2 separate regions of the Pan troglodytes genome follow, and region 1 is linked to region 2. A link is a contact called in public Hi-C data. All regions are on one chromosome and are shown on one strand. Each heading gives the region's core, a stretch centred on a gene start, on an enhancer-like site or on the middle of the called end of the contact. The rest is flanking DNA. Distances are from core to core; before and after follow the strand shown.

Region 1 (2,864 bases), core at 200-2,699, 700 kb after region 2:
ACACTCACACACACGCAGAAACACAATTCCCACTTAACTCGCCAGCGAGTGCGGCCCCCAGCCCCATCTGCATTGCTGCTGACATGTCTGTCTCGCTCTCCCCATCGCCTCCAGCAGCAGCGCCGCCTCCCACCCCGGGCTTGGGCTGAATGGGTTCTGATTGTGCACGGGGTGCACACTGGGCATTTCTTGGAAGGGGCACACTGACACGCGCGCACACACGCCCCCGACGCGCACGCGCCCCGCGCGCACTCACACTCACCCCCGCGCACACTCACCCCCGCGCACACTCACGCTGCCGCCGCGCTGAGGTGCAGCGCACGGGGCTTCACCTGCAACGTGTCGATTGGACGGATGGGCTCGGCGCGTGGGTCCGGCCCGGGGCGCCGCTGCCCTGCCCCTCTGCTAGGTGAAGGGATGAAACCCCCCAAAAGACCAGAGACAGCCCTACCCAGTCACAGCACCCCCTCCCCCACAAAAAAAAAAAACCTTTAAAAAAGCCACGTCCAAATTAGCAAGTGCCGGGTTCTGCTGGATTTCAGAGCTTTACCTCATGCCAGATTGGTTCACGATTTCACGGCTTCGACCCTTTATCTGCCTGACACCCCCAAACCCCTACATTCAAAGGAGAGACTCCAAAGCCCATCTTTACGTACCGGCTCCGAGCGCCTCCGCGGTTGCAGTCTGCGGAGAGGGGTGGCCGGTGGCTGGGAATGGAGGGTTTTCCTTTCCTGCAAAGCAGGATTAATGATCCGTCTCGGGGGTTTTGAAGTTCATGACTCTTCTTTGCAGGGCAAAAGGATATGCATTCGGACGCCAGCACTACTGGATGGTGGTGATCAAGAATCACCCTTGACGAGCACTCTCGATAGAGCGAAGCCCCGAGATTTCCTAGAGGTGAAGAAGCCGGAGGAAGTGGTTTTTGAAAGGGGGTGGGGGGAACCTTCCTTTCTCAAAAAGAGGTAGGGGGTGGAGAGGCAGGAGCCCAGATTCCAGTTGGTGAGGATCGGAGCCGGGGGAAGGGAAGCGGGCGGGGGCAGGCTGTGCAAGTCAACCGCGCGGCAGCCGGAGAGGGAGAGCAGGAGGGGAGGAGGGGAGCGTCAGAAAAATGGGTATTAATCACCGGGGACGGGGGGAGGCGCGGGGAACGCAGGTTGCCTGGTCTGGATTTGGGTCTCACACTCAAAAACGTGCCGCGCACACACACACAGACACACACACACACCCTACCTCGCACACCCTGACTCCGGGGGGGAGGAGAAACCCACGAAGCTGGGGAAGATACTGCTTCTGCTCCCAGGGGCGGGTGTGAGCGCGCGTGTCCTCTTTCTGCACACCCCCCACCCCACCCCACCCCCAAGCCCCTGCACCCCCTCACTCCTCTTGCTAAGACTCTGGCGGAGGCAGCTTCCCACGTCATGTGCTGGGGAAGTGGGGTGGGAAGGGGGATGGAAGGGGGACGGAAGGGGGAAGAAGCTTAGCCCGAGTCCGTGGCGCCTCCTCCCGGCCGCAGCGGGGAACAGCACCGACGGAGAGCGGCTGAGGGACGAGGGGAGCTAGACAGTGCCCCCCGTGGGCGGCCCGCGGGCTGCGGAAAGCATCTCCAAGGCGGAGCTGTAGTTCGAAATTGAAGACCCTTGCCGTATTTTCCATAAATCAGCCTGTGCTTCCTACGAGCATTCTGTGTGTCGGACGCAGTCTGGGACCGGGTTCTTTCTTGCCTTCAAGGAGCTTAAGATCTATCTGAGCACACGAGGCTGACGCCTAACACAATAGAAAACAAAGCAAAGCAGGTGTCATTCGTGGCTAAATTGTATAGTATAGACCATACGCGTGCTTTTCTGGCTGCTAGTGAAGGCGTGAGGAGTTTGACATTTTTTATTAAAGTGGATCCTGTTATTTAAATGCCTTGAGAAGAGAAGATGGTGAGGCCCGTGAATAATCCCTAAAGGAAACTGGATTTCCTGGCATTTACAAACCCACCCTCTTTGAAAAGGCAAACATCCATTCATTTCTCTTCCTATTGAACTCTTTTATATTTTAATAGCCCTTATCACCACCTGTAGTATTGTTTACTTTTAACATTAATATTATTCTATATGCATCATTTTCATTCTCATCCATTGTCTTTTCAAATATCTAGAATACTACAGTGGTGGAACATTTTCATATTGGTTATATCATGGGCTTCTCACCAGCATTCCTGAGAAGCGGCCATACAAACGCACAGGAGAGAAGGCTGTGTGAGTGGATATACCTAGTGGCTTGGAACTTTAGTCTGTAGAAGCCATCAGATATGTTTTTGCTGTCCTGTAGACCAGACTACTCATACTTCTGAGCTACAGTAATTCTTCTGTTTCCTGGTTTTTCTCAGGCTTAATTTTTGAATCTAACATATTTAACACACACGAACACATAAGCATTGTGTGAAAACACAAATAGAGTGTGTTCACATGCAAATTATTCCTTCTCAGTAATGGTTTTCTATTTTTCTGAGAGTTAGAACTGATCTTTCACTACTTTGGGGAAGTGTCGAAGCACCCCAGAGTTGCTGTGCCCTCTTGATACACAACAGCCAATCCAAGCCCCTCTAATAATTTGTCTCCAGGGTTTTGAAGTTCACCTGCCTATGGGCAGGTTTGCAGTTGTTAGAACGCCGATTCCAAGAGGAGTATAGAATGCAGAAAGCAAGAACCTAATAGAGATTTCCTGAAACACTCTTCCCTGAATTTTCCAGGAAAATTACCGTTACCTGGTCCATTACCTTCAGAATAACATCCAAGCTCACTCAAGGATTTTCATGGGTTGACCTTGAATCTACTTTTTAAATTTTTATATTTTTTATTTCTGGCTCATAGCCCACG
Region 2 (3,184 bases), core at 489-2,988:
TCACACGTCTGCTCCAGCATCTCTGCTCCCCCTCCAGTTGTCACATCACTTTGCACACACACAATATTTTTTTTCCTTGCCAACCACTCCACCATCAGTGCCAACCAACCACTCCTTTATATTCCTCAAATTATAGTCATGCTATCGAGAGCTGGAAGAGACTTCAGGGTCTTCTACCTCTAGCGTTGCATTAGTGCCTAGTTTGAGTAGGTACTACTCGAGTGCCCTGAATCTGATATCCTTTCTCCCAGCTGCGTGTGGCCTGGAATGCACCGGGAGGATGGGGCAAAGTGGAGCAAGAGATCACTTGCTACGTGCAGCTGGCCAGGATCCCCTGGCACCACTGACTCTTAAAGCCAGCGGAGGTTCAGGAGCCCCTTAATTTTGGCATCTTGTGTGTCACAAGGAAAAACTCTTCTCTCTAAAGAGTGCATCTGCCTGTGCTTCTCTTAAATCTAAAAACCTCCTGTGTACTTCCATAACTGGAGGGTCCGTTTCAATCCCTACCCCCTAGCCGTCAGTGTCCTCACAGCCTAGCCAGAGTCCACTGTGCCCCCACTCCCAGACATGCACACAGGACACAGCAGCCACATACGCACTCCCTTGTCTACGCTGTAGGTCTTTTGCACATGCTGTGCCCTCTGACTAGAATGCTCTTCATACTTTCCTACTCAGAAAATGTCTGGTCAAACCCTTCTTGGTGTTGCCTTGCCTATGTCTGTGGGCACCTTGCATGTTACCATGAGCCCCTTAAGACCCTGATAATGGTAATAATAATGAAAGAGACAACATTGGCAACCAACGTTTATTGATTATGCTAATAAAGACTCATTATTTTATTATCTTCTGAAACAACTTTATTATAAAGCTACATTTAGGGATAAGGAAACTGAGCTTTCTAGAGGTTTAGTCATTTACCCAAGGTCACAGCTAAAAAATGGTGGCCTGGGGCTCAAACTTAAGCTTGTCTCATTCCAGAGCCCAAATGTCACTGTGCCTCTCACCACTTATCATGCTGCCTTGGCAACTGTCTGTGAGCAAGGCTTGCTTCTCGAGGACAGGAACCCTCAGCATATCCCCAGTGCCTAGAACAGTGCCTGGTATATGCTAAGTGTTCAGTGAGTGTTTGTTGACTAACTGAATAAACAAATAAATTTCAACAGAGCCCTCCCCTCCTCCAATAGTCCTTGAACCAAACCCAGGGACTTGGGTGGAGAGAAGTTCCTCTGTGCCCAGGAGCAGCAGCAGCAGATGGTGCTGCGGGGATATGCTCTCTCTTTACTCTTGCACCGAGCTGCTCTCTCTCCATCCCCTCTCCTTCTCCGAAGCAGCCCCATGTGCTAGGAAGATGGCCAAGTGAGGCCACTAGCCTTCCAGCAGGAAACACCTGGCTGGTCAAAGCCTTTTGCAGTGCTTTGTTTCCACAATTACCTTTTATTTGCCTCTCTCTCTTAGATTTCATGCAAAGCCAACTGGTATTTTTTTTAAACAGCTGAGAACACCAGATGGAAGGGTAGGGGGAGGTGGAGGCACAGTGAAAGGCAGGAAGGGGGCAAGCAGGGGCTGTGGATGAGAGGGACGTCCTGAAACATGTGAGGTCGGGAAAATGCCAGACAGGTCAGCAGAGGTAGGGAAGGAAAAAAGAGCTGAAAAGACCAGCAGCCACCATATGTGTGCATGCACATGCACGCCGCACTTTCAACATACCATTAAAATAGAGAAAGAAACGTTCTGGTTTCCGTAGCAACAAGGCCTATTGGTGCCTCAGCCAGAGAAACTTATTGGAAAGAAAGGCATTTGCCTGTTAAGGAGCCTGATGAATCGGGAGATAATTATACAGCATTCCACCACCACTAAAGACACACAAATACACTCCAGAAAATATTTTAAAGAGCAAAGATTGTCACAAATCCCACAAAGGCAGAGGGTGGGAGTGAGGCAGCAGGCGAGGAAAAAAGGCGACTGGAATGGTTCTAGGTGAACACCTAGGGAGGGGGCCCATGTGAGGCGGAGACTGGAACCAGCTCACAGGTCAGTTGTCAGTGGCAAACATGATATTTGATTCTAAGGGGCCAGCACACTGAGTCCTATCTTCTTTGTCCTTTTGGGAAGTGGGTGGGTGGATCTGTCATGTCTAAACAGTTAGATCCAGTATGAGAGGGTTTGCTGAGAGCAGTGGGATCAGCGCTGTTAGGGCACTGCTTCTGCGGCGGAATGAACTGTGTGAATGTCATAGGACATCTGCTCCCCCAGATGGGGTGGGACAGAAGAGGAGAATCTTCAACACTGAGTAGAGGATTGTAGAATCTTCCTTAGGGTAGAAGGAAAGGAGATACACAATTGTACTTCTCATAACGCAGGACACTGGGCTGGGCACATAACAATTGCTATATAAAATACATAGTGAGTGAATGAAAGATGGAATGGATACATGGATGGATAGATGATTATGTGAGTGAACTGATGAATAAATGGACAAAAAAATTGTGAATAACCAGGTCCCTGACTTCTCTCCTCTTGCTCATCCCTAGGAACTTAATTGCAAATCAGTTTTGTCCTCCAGAAGAAGGTCACTGAGTAGTCAGAGGTTCCGTGGTGAAGCCTTTAGATAAGAGTCATGCCCTGCAATAAGCCCCAAGATCTGGGGCTAAAGACAGCCCGGCATCTTCAAGAGCCTATTACCTTTGAAGATTCAGATGTGTTGCATATGTTCTCCTTCCTCCTCGTGGATGATACACCTTGTGATATGCCCTTCCAGTGTTCCACCCTGAAGTAGAGGGAAGAGCTTGCCCACTTCATCACAGCACCAGGACCACTTTCTGTAGCTCTTGGGGCTCAGGTGAGCCCTCAACTTCTGTCGGAGGGAGTTTTCCTATCCTCTGATCGCTGATAGTGCTCTGTGAGCCCCTCAGCTGGCCCTTTCTTTACACATTGGTGTCTAGAATCATGACTTCTTATTCAGTTTTTCCTGTGTGTATGTTGTGCCTCTCCCACTACACTAGTGGGAGAAGCCACTTGGAGAACCTCTTCATAGTTGGAGCCACTAGCAGGCCGCATATCGAAGCATTGCATATTTGCAATGCTGACACCAAGGAGAAGGACATTGATCTGTAGCCTTTAAGAATTGGCTGAAGGCATCAGACTCCACCCTCAGCTAAGATCAGCTCTGTGCCAAGAAACCCCT

Evidence for each region. A called contact is a pair of places that touch in the nucleus more often than the background predicts.
Region 1: a Hi-C map of stem cell-derived neural progenitor cells shows a contact between it and region 2, with 3 times the contacts expected there. The contact joins the promoter of GRIN2B here to the enhancer-like site in region 2. A contact is called at or near these places in 1 of 7 Hi-C or Micro-C datasets (stem cell-derived neural progenitor cells) and 1 of 1 datasets of contacts at active chromatin or transcription factors (stem cell-derived excitatory neurons).

What each region holds. Positions count from the first base shown.
Region 1 is chr10:21,124,680-21,127,543 of NHGRI_mPanTro3-v2.0_pri, forward strand. GRIN2B (glutamate ionotropic receptor NMDA type subunit 2B) reads right to left here and starts at 1,450. Exons shown (of 15, transcript XM_016922999.4): 1 at 1,231-1,450; 2 at 657-891.
Region 2 is chr10:20,422,398-20,425,581 of NHGRI_mPanTro3-v2.0_pri, forward strand. No RefSeq gene overlaps it. Among named protein-coding and RNA genes, the nearest start is that of EMP1, 79 kb to the left of the region's middle. Within about 2 kb of position 1,739, at least 7 of the 24 cell types and tissues checked have an H3K27ac peak or open chromatin away from gene starts, as enhancers often do. A contact at or near this core is called in stem cell-derived neural progenitor cells, where this site is marked.